Linked DNA regions of Bos taurus: region 2 is linked to region 1. A link is a contact called in public Hi-C data. All regions are on one chromosome and are shown on one strand. Each heading gives the region's core, a stretch centred on a gene start, on an enhancer-like site or on the middle of the called end of the contact. The rest is flanking DNA. Distances are from core to core; before and after follow the strand shown.

Region 1 (6,130 bases), core at 1,932-4,431:
GAGGGAACGGGCCATCTTGAGCACTAAGCCCCCAGGTACCTTCCTGCTGAGATTCAGTGAAAGCAGCAAAGAAGGAGGCGTCACCTTCACCTGGGTGGAGAAGGACATCAGCGGTAAGCTTAGTGATTCCCCACCGCAACTTGTGGCCAGCACTGCTGTGGCTGGCCATGGCTGCTGCTAGTTTCAGGCACCTGCTGCCCCCTTGTGGGCAGGGATGGCCTCGCATTCTCCTGCCTCAGACTTGGAAGGTACCCGGTGATCATTTTTATGAGATGGGAAGACTTGGCTTCTCTAAATTCTTCCAGCTGGAGGATTGGTTTGCCAGTTTTATTTTGCTCCCTGCAAGGGGTTAATCAGTTCAGTCGCTCAGTCGTGTCCGACTCTTTGTGACCCTATGAGTCACAGCACGCCAGGCCTCCCTGTCATCACCAACTCCCAGAGTTCACTCAAACTCATGTCCATCGAGTCAGTGATGTCATCCAGCCATCTCATCCTCTGTCGTCCCCTTCTCCTCCTGCCCCCAATCCCTCCCAGCATCAGGGTCTTTTCCAATGAGTCAACTCTTTGCATGAGGTGGCCAAAGTAATGGAGTTTCAGCTTTAGCATCAGTCCTTCCAATGAACACCCAGGACTGATCTCCTTTAGGATGGACTGGTTGGACCTCCTTGCAGTCCAAGGGACTCTCAAGAGTCTTCTCCAATACCACAGTTCAAAAGTATCAATTCTTTGGCGCTCAGCTTTCTTCACAGTCCAACTCTCGCATCCATACATGACCACTGGAAAAACCATATCCTTGACTAGACGGACCTTTGTTGGCAAAGTAATGTCTCTGCTTTTGAGTATGCTATCTAGGTTGGTCATAACTTTCCTTCCAAGGAGTAAGCGTCTTTTAATTTCATGGCTGCAGTCACCATCTGCAGTGATTTTGAGCCCCCCAAAATAAAGTCTGACACTGTTTCCACTGCTGCCCCATCTATTTGCCATGAAGTGATGGGACCGGATGCCATGATCTTCATTTTCTGAATGTTGAGCTTTAAGCCAACTTTTTCACTCTCCTCTTTCACTTTCTTCAAGAGGCTAATATTTGCCTAGAAATTGGTAATTTTTTTTTTTGAAATTTGAAATTTAAATTGTATTCTTCATCTCCTTTCTTACCCACTCTGTTCATATATCTTATAAAAGTAATTATTCAACTATGTTACTTGTGGCCCAGCTGAATAGCTTCTCCCGAAGCCTGCTGAACATTTCCATAGTACCAGACAACTGGGCAGAATATTCAGGGTCTCGAACACTAGGTTGGCATAAGCCTTTCCCCCTCAAGGGAAAATCAATCAGGTAGTCTTCTCTAAGATCACCCGAGTATTCTCTTTCTGTATCCCATGACAGGCAAGACCCAGATCCAGTCAGTGGAACCTTACACCAAGCAGCAGCTGAACAACATGTCATTTGCTGAAATAATCATGGGCTATAAGATCATGGATGCCACCAATATCCTGGTGTCTCCACTGGTCTATCTCTACCCCGACATTCCAAAGGAGGACGCGTTCGGAAAGTACTGTCGGCCGGAGAGCCAGGAGCATCCTGAAGCCGACCCAGGTAGTTGTTGATTTTCCGCAACAGCCACTTGGTTCTGGGGAGAAGTGGGAAATCGTAGGATCCTTGGGGGACAGGTAAGGTAAATGCCTGGAGAGCCTGGTGATCTGTTTTTTTCTTTCTTTCTTTTTAAGAAATTTTCTCTTTATAATTTTTATTTATTTATTTTTGTTTTTGGCTGTGCTGGGTCTTCATTGCCGTATGGGCTTTTCTGTAGTTGGGGCAAGCGGGGGCTATGCTCTACTTGCAGTGCGTGGGCTTCTCATTGCGGTGGCTTCTCTTGTTGCAGAGCTTGGGCTCTAGGCACAGACTTCAGTAGTTGCGGCAGGTGGGCTCAGTAGTTGCAGTTCCCAGGCTCTAGAGCCACAGGCTCAATGGTTGTGGCACACGGGCTTAGTTACTCCGAGGCATATGGAGTCTTCTCGGACCAGGGATCAAACCTGTGTCTCCTGCGTTGGCAGGCAAATTCTTTACCACCGAGATATCCAGGAAAGCCCAGTCTGGTGATCTTTATTCCTCTTTCTGGGAAAGAACTTAATAGTGAGTGCCTTTAGGGGCAATTGATGGGGTTAGAGAGAGGAGAGGAATCAGTCACCAGGCTCTGCCCCACTGGAGGCACCGGTCTAAAGGGGAAAACAGCTCACACATACCCAGACATACCTAAGACACTACGAAGAGAAACCGAGGGCGGAATTCTCTAGAAACAGGATGCCCAGCCAGCACAGCACTTCTTGCAAAGCATATGCTGGAAGGTTTGCGACTCAGACTTCAGTCTAGAGTGTTTCCTTTCCCCATCATTGAACAATGTAAGCAGCCCAAGTGGGATGAAGAAAGGCTTTCTGGAGGAAATGAGTGTTAGGCACGCTGGAACATGGTTTAAGAGAGATTCTCAGGAGAGTGGAGATTGAAGGGGAAGACGGTAACTGGTGGGAGGGGCCTAGGCTTGGTGCTTTGAATGTGCAGCTACTGAAACTCAGATGTTTTTTTAGTGTACTCGAGCCCATGTGCTTATGTAAGTTACACATACATTTTTTCATACTAAACTCTCGCTCTCTGGTGCCATCACCCGCATGGAGGCTGGAGCCTTCTAGCCTGTTCCCATGGGCGTTTGAGGCTCAGACTCGTGGTTCTCTGGCCAGATCCTGAGGAGGAGACTGTTATTTGCCATCCTTTGTTTTTATTGAACTTTCTTTAATCATAGAGCCAGCAAGGGCTTAAAGTGATCCTTTTGAGTTAGCCTCCCTACCCTAACTGCTTTGGGAAAAAACCTGTGTTTTGAACAAATAGTTCCCCCACACAAACCCACCACTGCCTTCACACTCTTTTCACAGTAATTCCCTGTGAGGGATTTCTGGGGGCGAGCAGATTGAGACTTGGAAGAGGGAGTTGGGGCTCACTGGCAATTGACTTTCCTTTCTCCTTTGTTCTGGGTTGAGTCTTGGTCACACTCTAGGCGAGCATAACTCTCATTTCCTGTCTGCTACTTATCTCTCTTTCCACGTTGTGCTTCGGTTGGTAGATCTGTTTATCAGCCCCCGTCACACTGCCCTGTTCCTTCTGCGGAAGGCAATTAGGTCCAAGTGCTGGGCCCTCGACTCATTTCGCCGTCAAGGTCCAAGTTCCTTGTGTGAGGCTGCACCCTCCCTCACGGCTCCTGTGTGAGCAGGAGGCCAGGCCTTTTCCTGCCTGGGGACTCAGTGTTTCCTCAGGGGCAAGACGCCAGTCATGAGATAGAACTAATTACTCAAGAGCTTTGTCTGTCTCCTGGGGCAGCAGGAGCCTGGTGATGGCATCAGGGGGTGTGGGGGAGGCCGGTGGGCGACCTGTGGGTTCCTCCAGAGTGGAGCAGCTGACCGTTTCCTCTCTGTTCCCATCCTGAAGGTTTTATTGTCTCTTGGAGATGGCTTATCTTCCCAGGACTCTTCCCTCCTCCTTTCTTAGAAGCTCACATTACTTCCTCATGGCTTGAGGGAAAGACTCCTCTGTAGAAATGACAGATCTCTTATCTTACAAATTAGATGAAGCACATTTACAACCTTGCACAGAGCCATAAATCAACTTCTAATCATTCTCCTTTGCTTCTACTGTGGCATCTCAGAGCTGTTTTTCTCAGCAACATTGATCACTTAGGAGAATTCAAACCCTTTTGTGTCTGGGAGTCAGCTGGAGTCAGCTCCCCTCAAGCCTGGGCCCAAATGGATTTATAAGATAGCAGAACCCTGCCTTGGTAGCTTCTTTGGATTCTGTACTGAGTTAATCTAGTTCTTGGCCCCAGATAAACTCTGATGGCAGTGCCCTTTCTCCAGTTGTCACCATTCTTTCTGGTCTCTCAGTTTCTCTGTGAGCCCCAAGCTTTCCAGTCATGCTTTTCCTGACCCACCTCACCCTTCCTAAGCGGTCTGTTCACCGGAATCCCCCAAATTCCATGCCAGTGTCTCTGGGGCCCCTTGACCTCTTGGTATAAGCATTTAGCAGTTAAAATTCTTAAATCTTCATGTTTCTAACTATAGAAGAAGAATCACAAATGACAAAGATGGGCCCCTCCATCCTCCTCCTCCCTCTTATTTTATTATCTTGTAAATATAGTTGATTTTTAAAATTTTTTTTAAATTAACTTTTGGGGGCCACCCCACACCGTATGTGGGATTTTAGTTGCCTGATTAGGGATGGAACCCAAACTCGCTGCACTGGAAGCGTGTTTTGAAGATGTAACGAGGCCCCAGCCTCCTATCTCCCAGTCCAAAGCCAGTTGTACTACACCGGAGACATTCTCCCCATGGAGAGGCTCTTCTCTGTGATGTAGTTATCTAATGGGGGTTACTAATATCCTCACTGAAGGATGTAACAGGCAGATCAGTGCTAATGGGAACAGAAGATGTCACCCTCAGCTTTGGAACTGCATTAGCCACTTCTGTGTTTTCATAAAGACCCCGTGACTTCGGTGTCTGAGCAGGACGAGGTGCCCGATCTAAGAGATACAACCAGGCCAGGTTACAATCCTCAGTCCGCATACAAGCAGTGAAACTCTTCACCCTCATCTAGGGGAAGAATGAACACCAGGCTGGCACTTGTCTGAGCTCAAGTGAGTCTGCTGAAAAGCTTTGGGGAAAGAACTGAGCTTCCAGCTGCAAGCGCTGGAACGTCAGAGTCTATAGTGGAGGGGAGGGCAGCCCAGTGGGGGATGGAGGTTCCTTCAGACCGTCTCTGCTCAGGGATCGAGTGAGCTTCACATCGGCCCTGGGGAGGCAGCCAGCTTCCCCCTTCCGGTACCCAGAGTGGGAATCACAGTCGCTAAGGCAGAGTTGTCTTCTCCCCAGGTGCTGCCCCGTACCTGAAGACCAAGTTCATCTGTGTGACACCGTAAGTGGCTTCCCTCCCCGATTTTGCCTCCATCTCTAATGTCCTCAGTTATCCCTGGGAACAGGACAGTGGGTGAGAATTCTCTTGTGAAGCAGGGTTGGAGCCCTCTGAGTATGTTTGGTACTCATTTAAACTCACAGTGACCTCGTGTGTTTAAAAAGCTTGAGCTTTTATTTTTTTTCTGTTGGAGACCAGAGTTTGATGGCTTGTGTGTGTGTGTTTTGTTCTTTTTTTTTTCCTCCATTGTGTCTTGTCAACCCGACCCTTCCCCCTCCTGCTGCTCCCCCTTTCCTACAGAACGACCTGCAGCAATACCATTGACCTGCCGATGTCCCCCCGCACTTTAGATTCATTGATGCAGTTTGGAAATAATGGTGAAGCTGCTGAACCCTCAGCAGGAGGGCAGTTTGGTGAGTATCCGGTTGCTGGACTGTCCCCCTGAGCTGATGCTCCCGTGTATAGAACCAACCAAGGGGCACCCAAATGGGCAGAAGGAGTTCTTGAGCAGCACTTTCCTATAGAAATGCACTCCCCGTGCCAGTGTAAATTTTCTAGGAGCCAGGTTAAAAAAATCAGTGAAAAGGAACAGGTGAGGTTAATTTTACAAATGTATTTTCTTTAGCCCAACAAATCCGAAACAGTAGCATTTCTGTGTATTAGAAAAATAGGAATGTACGACATCCCCGGTGGTCAGGGGTTAGGACTCCGAGCTTCCAGTGCGGGAGCCTGGGTTCGACCGCTGGTCGGGGAACTAAGATCCCGCAAGCCAGTTGGCTCCCATAATATTAAAAAACAAAAAAAACCAGTATGTATATTATGATTAAAACATTAAAAGTATACAGATACAACTACCATGTGACCCAGCAATCCCCCTGCTGGACACGTACCCTGCTGCTGCTGCTGTTGCTAAGTCGCTTTAGTCATGTCTGACTCTGTGTGACCCCATAGACGGCAGCCCACCAGGCTCCGCCGTCCCTGGGATTCTCCAGGCAAGAACACTGGAGTGGGTTGCCACTGCCTTCCCGCATATACCCTGAGAAAACCATAATTGAAAAAGACACATGTACCCCAGTGTTTGTAGCAGCACTGTTTACAATAGCCAGGACATGGAAGCAACCTAGATGTCCGTAAGCATTTGAATAGATAAAGAAGTTGTGGTGTGTACATAGGTACATAC
Region 2 (5,917 bases), core at 1,819-4,318, 87 kb before region 1:
CCCCCAACACCCCACCCAAGAACCAATTTCCACCCACTTTGGGGCAACATCCTCCCACATGCTAGAGTGTCATGCTAGAGCAGAAAAAAAGGTCCCTTCTGCCTTCAGTGTGTCTCACCCCCTTGTCCTGACCACCTAAAGTAGAGGTCCCGAGTTTTTAAGACTTCCCTATCTCTCACCTCTCCCCTAGTCTGTACCCTCCTCTGACACACAGATCCCAGGTCTCCGAATGACCTCTCCAGTATCTTCTCTGGTCATTCCAGGCAGTGGTTGGGAACAGAACTGGCTAGCTCTAAGTCAAGAAAGACCCTACCCAGAGCCATATCATACGTGTCCCTTCTCCCTGACAAATGTGAAGTGCCTGGCCAAGGACCAGGCACGAAGTAGGTGCTCGAGTAAATCACATAAAAATCTTCCTAAGGCAGAGGAGCTTAAGTTTATATAGTGCGGTTGGGGAGAGGAGAGGAAGGGGCTGGAAGCTGTCTTATGGCTCCTCTTAAATTCATCCCAGACTGGTGCTTTCCTGGGTTAGGGAGCTGTGTGTGCTTGGTGGGGGGTCGGGGCGGTGGGGAGACAATGGAAGCTGTGCATGCTTTTGTTCAGACCTGGTCATTAAAGCTAACTCTGGAAACCAAGCCTGTTGGGACTGGTGGTTTTGTTTAATAAAAATATAGAAACAGAACAAGCAGAGCTCTCCCTTCTTGCCACCCTGAGGCCCCTCCTATGACTTAGGAGCTCTGCCAGGGAAATAGGGGTGGGACAGGGGTACCCGGCCTCTGTGCCCAGGGTTTGGGGAGGTGCTTTGGGATTCTGTTGCTGGTTGTTGTAGCAACAGGCGAAACGGGTGGGCCCAAGACAGCACTCCAAAGCTGTGAGTCATAGGGGAAACCTGGCTTGGAAACAGAGAGAAAAGACAAAATCCATTAATGGAGGGAAAAAGCTAAAGTCATAGTGGTATACCCTCTCCAGGGCCAATTCACTGGATATTATCTCGGACTTAGGTCAAATGGTTTCTTTCCCTATCCCCTGACCTTCCACCAAGAAAGCAATTCCTCTGGTGTAAGCTATTGCTCTAGAGGAAGCCTCACGATGAAGGGCAATATATATATATACACCATTCTAGTCTGGCGGAGACAACTCCAAATCCTCCCCTCACTGGGATTGCTCCCTGATGTTGTTTTTGAGACCTCTCATCAGGCACTAAGAAGATGGGATTGGCTACAAGAAGTCTGGAACTCTCTCTCCAGCCTTGTTCACAATTCAAGCTTTATCTAAGAAGCCAGAAGCCAGGAAAACCAGCCAGCTCAGGCTTTAGGGGTTGGACAGAGCAAAGGGGAGAATCAGGGATGCCAGGGTGGGGCACAGAGACAATGTGGATCTGTTTTCCAGCAGCAGGGACTGTTTCCTGGCTCTTCCCCACCCATCACACTTAATCCTTCCCTTAATTCATCCACATTGCCTGAGCTTTAGTGAAAGGAGGCGTTCTCCTAACTTTGGTGGTATGGGTGGATTTTTAGACTAGGCGGCTGTGAAGGAGAAATCAGAGCTGACATTTTTTGATGCTAGGGCTGCCAGTAAATTCTGGGTGGAGATGAATTAAGAAGTAACGGGAAAAAAAAAAAAAAAAGAAGTAACAGGGAGTTTAGATGATAGTCCTAAAATGTTGTGTAAGAGAGAGGACTCTGGTAGCAGGTGGAGAGAAGTGATTGCAAAAGGAGACCCAAAGTGTACAACTGGGAATCAGAGGGACTGCTAAGACTGGCTGGGACCCTCCGACACTCAGAGTGAGGAAAATACCCCTTCAATGCCTCTGCAAGTGATAAGAAGCAGAGGGCTAGATAGAATGCTGCAGAATGCCCACGATAGTACCCAGCCAGCTGTGGCAGGTAGAGACTACAAGTCCCAGCATGCCCTGAGCTCAGGTCACCTTGCCTGCTGGGAGGTGTAGTTGAGTAATGAGAGCCTGAGATGGCTTGGTGCCCAGCAGAGCTGGTGCCCAGTTTGGGAGAAGAGGTGAAGCCAGCATTCCTTCTTTGTCCCTGCTAATGATATTGACAGGGAGGGAAGGAAGTTGGGAGGAGGTGTTCCTAGTTTTCAATGTAAACCAGGAAACTCTGTGGGGATGTAGATGGGAGGGAAGAGGAAAGAGGTTGGGGGCTGGGGAAGGAATTTCTATAGCAGGTGGTGCAGAGATACCAAGCAGCCAACACAAATGTGTACGTGTTTGTGTGTGTTTATAGGAGGGGTCAGTTTATGTTGCCTCATTTTTCTCAGATGGGGTTTTCTTACAATTCTGTGAAACGATCTTCAGAAAACCTATTCCCTATCATTCCTTTGTACAATGTACCTAAAGAAGTGAATCTGGGTCAAAGAGACTTTTGGGTTTTGTATTTTGGGCCAAAAACAAACCCATTCTGGGTTATGTCCTCTTTTCCTTTCTGGGCTCAATCTCCCCTACCTTCTGGTGAGAGGTGATCCTGAGATTCTGAAATGTAGGTCCAGAGTCAGGATCTTGGAAAGTCTTCCCGGAATGGAAAACAGTGCTGGTGCTGGGTCTTCCCAGGAGAAGAACTGGCTCTGAGATCTAGGATCTCGCCATTCTACTCCTGGCTCTTGAGCTCCTGTCTGGGGTGGGGGGCGGGTTGTGTAGTGAAGCAAGAATAGAAAAGCAATCCCTCCTTTCCATTCCAAGGCAGGGATGTCAGAACCAGAAGAAACCTCCAGGTTGGGAAGAAAACATGTTCTCAGCTCCCAGACAGCTTCTTCCTCTTTCCTCAATTTCTACATAGCGATGGAGAATGACCATTGGTGGAACCAAACCGTATGGGGAGAGTGGGGAGATCATTAACTCCCCTTCCCTAATACTGGTTCTTCTGAAACTATACGAAGTCTGGGAAACGCGCTCCCTTGAAAGTAAACCTACCTTCAAGTTACCCTACTTCGGGGTCGCCTGAGATCGGCTGTGAGCTCACCCCTCAACCCAAACAAACTACCCAAAGCCTTTTGGGTCTGGCTCGGGCAGTGTGGGGCTCTGTGCACCAGAGGGCGCTCTGCCCATTTCCAAAGTTCGATTGTGAGCTCTGGGAGGCAAAGGGTAAGAAGTGGTTTAACATGGGTGGTTGCAGGGCTTGAGGAGCGGGTTGGAGAGCCGCAGAGATACTTGACCGAAGTGCGAAAACAGGCCAGATTCTGATCCGAAGCTCGGTTCCCTCTTTACTCTGTATATGTGCTTAGTCACTCAGTCGTGTCCAACTCTTTGCGACCCCAGGGACTGTAGCCCGCCAGGCTCCTCTGTTCATGGCGATTCTCCAGGCTACAGTAGGTTGCCTTGCCCTTCTCCAGGTCTACTTACTATTCATTCAACACATATTTGAGTGCTCACGAAGTGTTCAGCTCGGTGCCAGGCGCTGGGGGTACCAGCGCAGGAGTCCAGGCCGATTTCACAGGTACCACGCACTTGCCAGCATCACGGGTGCCAATGCCCGGCCCCGGGTTCGCCCAGAGTCCCCCCAAGTCTTCGCCCAACTCTCCAGCTCTGCCCCCACCCTCATCTGTTCCCTCTGATCTCCCTTTAGGATGAAGTGAAACTGCCGGCCAAAGTGAGCATAGGGAAGTCGCTGAAAGAGTCGGAGACGCTGCCCGAGAAGGAGGGCGACGAGCTGGCCGAGGGCGAGCGGCCAGAGGAGGACGCGGCGGCGCTCGAGCTGTCGTCGGACGAGGCGGTGGAGGTGGAGGAAGTCATCGAGGAGTCGCGCGCAGAGCGCATCAAGCGCAGCGGCCTGCGGCGCGTGGACGACTTCAAGAAGGCCTTCTCCAAGGAGAAGATGGAGAAGACCAAAGTGCGCACGCGCGAAAACCTGGAGAGGACCCGCCTCAAGACAAAGGAGAACCTGGAGAAGACGCGGCACACCCTGGAGAAGCGCATGAACAAGTTGGGCACGCGCCTGGTCCCCGCCGAGCGCCGCGAGAAGCTCAAGAGCTCGCGAGACAAGCTGCGTAAGTCCTTCACGCCCGACCACGTGGTCTACGCGCGCTCCAAGACCGCGGTCTACAAGGTGCCGCCCTTCACGTTCCACGTCAAGAAGATCCGCGAGGGCCAGGTGGAGGTGCTGAAGGCCACGGAGATGGTGGAGGTGGGCGCCGAGGAGGAGGAGGGCGGCGCGGAGCGCGGCGAGGCAGCAGACCTGCTGCGCGGGAGCAGCCCCGACGTGCACACGCTGCTGGAGATCACGGAGGAGTCGGACGCCGTGCTGGTGGACAAGAGCGACAGCGACTGAGCCGGGCGCGGGGCTGTGCCCGGAAGGCCGCGCCGCCCCGCTTCTCCCCGCCCCCGCCCCGATTCCTTTCCCTCTACGAACTTTCTCTTTCGCATTCTTTCTCTCTCTCTGCCCCAAATGGGCTGAGATATTTTTAAATCGAGAACACCTCCCCACAACGAGCACCCCCTCCAAGTCTTACAGCTATTAAGACGAGGGGGAGGCAGCCTGCACCATGGACATCCCCATTGTAGGCGTAGGCTGGGTGGAAATGCAGAGGGCGGTGATTCGTGTCCTGGGGATCCAAGTCGGGAATCCTAGAGGAAATTGCTGTCGTTTCCGTGATTAGGCCCAGGCTTGGGGCAGGCTGCCTTCTCCCCGCCCCCCACCCCTACACACACACACACACACACACTTACACACACACACGCTTACCCGGCTGCTGTCACACACAAACACACACACACGCTTACCCGGCTGCTGTCACACACACACACACACTCACACACACACACACACACACGCTTACCCGGCTGCTGTCATTCCTGTTCACTGAGCTCTTCTTTCTCATTCTGATCTCTGGCGGCTTCAAAGCCAAAATTACCATGAAAGGGCCCCTTGCCCACACGGGAGACCCCATACTGGAAGGATTTGAAAGCAGCTTTTGGGAGTATCTAGCTGCCGTTTCTGGGGTCGCACAGAGTCGGACAAGACTGAAGCGACTTAGCAATAGCAGCATCAGGGCAGTGTCAGAGAGAGAGCAGAGTAAGCCATGACCCTACATGAGGGTCTAGCACAGGCTGTATCTGCAAAAGGTCCCAGTAAGGAAGGCTGGATCCAGGCAGAGCTCTGGGGGAGGGAGGGAGGGCACTTCATGTTTATGCATCTTCGCAAAGGTGCCCATGGCTATGGCTCTGAAGGAAAGCAGAAAATAGTAGAAGGTGGAAATGGGCGAAAAGAGAATGCTCATTAGTAGCAGGAGAAACACAGGACAAGGATCCCATCTTATTGGGGTTCTCAGAGGACAGCAGGACAATTTTTCAGGACTAGTAGGTAGGGCAGTGTGAGAAACCCATCATCCAAGAAGAGAGAGGTAAGCCTTACCCCTTACCTCTACTGGTTATGGTGCCCCCAGGGACAGCCCATTTCTCATAGCCCAGAAAATTAGGGTCCCAGAAGAGGGCAGCACCAGGGTCCAGAAAGCTGGTATTATAGTTAGGAGGGAGGCTGATGGGAAAGAGACCAGATGCTAAAGGCCAGGTCACCAAGTTGAGAGCAGGAGAAGGGGAGAGGAGAGTAAGGAATTCCTGTGTGTAGGGCAGCCCGGCCTTGGCTCACTCCTGGCAGTTTCTTTTCAAGATCCTTCCCTAGAGCTAGTACCATAAAGCTGTAGAACATGCCAAGACCTCCGTAGCCTTGTGAGTTCCTCTCCTGAATCTTTGGGGTGAGAGGGGTGCTGCTTCCAGTTCAAAGGCCTGACTTCTGATCAGGTTCTCCTCAGGACACTTCAGTCTCCCTGTTCTTCCCCCATAAAGGGAACTTGTCAGAAGCAAGGACACCCCCCTCACCCCCAAGTCACAGCCCGAAGAGGAGAGCTGAAGCTCCCTCCTTCTCCCCTCACCCCTTCTGCCTTATCTTCCCTGCTCTGCATTTTAGAAAAT

What was found. Hi-C and Micro-C count contacts between places; a contact is called where the count stands out from the background.
Region 2: a Hi-C map of liver shows a contact between it and region 1, with 2.2 times the contacts expected there. The contact joins two enhancer-like sites. A contact is called at or near these places in 6 of 11 Hi-C or Micro-C datasets (blastocyst, blood, liver and 3 more).

What each region holds. Positions count from the first base shown.
Region 1 is chr19:42,420,477-42,426,606 of ARS-UCD2.0, reverse strand. It overlaps STAT3 (signal transducer and activator of transcription 3), which reads left to right. Exons shown (of 24, transcript NM_001012671.2): 20 at 1-113; 21 at 1,387-1,599; 22 at 4,911-4,953; 23 at 5,251-5,363. Among named protein-coding and RNA genes, the nearest start is that of STAT5A, 28 kb to the right of the region's middle. Within about 2 kb of position 3,181, at least 15 of the 102 cell types and tissues checked have an H3K27ac peak or open chromatin away from gene starts, as enhancers often do. A contact at or near this core is called in liver, where this site is marked.
Region 2 is chr19:42,507,987-42,513,903 of ARS-UCD2.0, reverse strand. It overlaps CAVIN1 (caveolae associated protein 1), which reads left to right. Exons shown (of 2, transcript NM_001111103.3): 2 at 3,576-5,917. The coding sequence ends at 4,277. Among named protein-coding and RNA genes, the nearest start is that of CAVIN1, 11 kb to the left of the region's middle. Within about 2 kb of position 3,068, at least 41 of the 102 cell types and tissues checked have an H3K27ac peak or open chromatin away from gene starts, as enhancers often do. A contact at or near this core is called in liver, where this site is marked.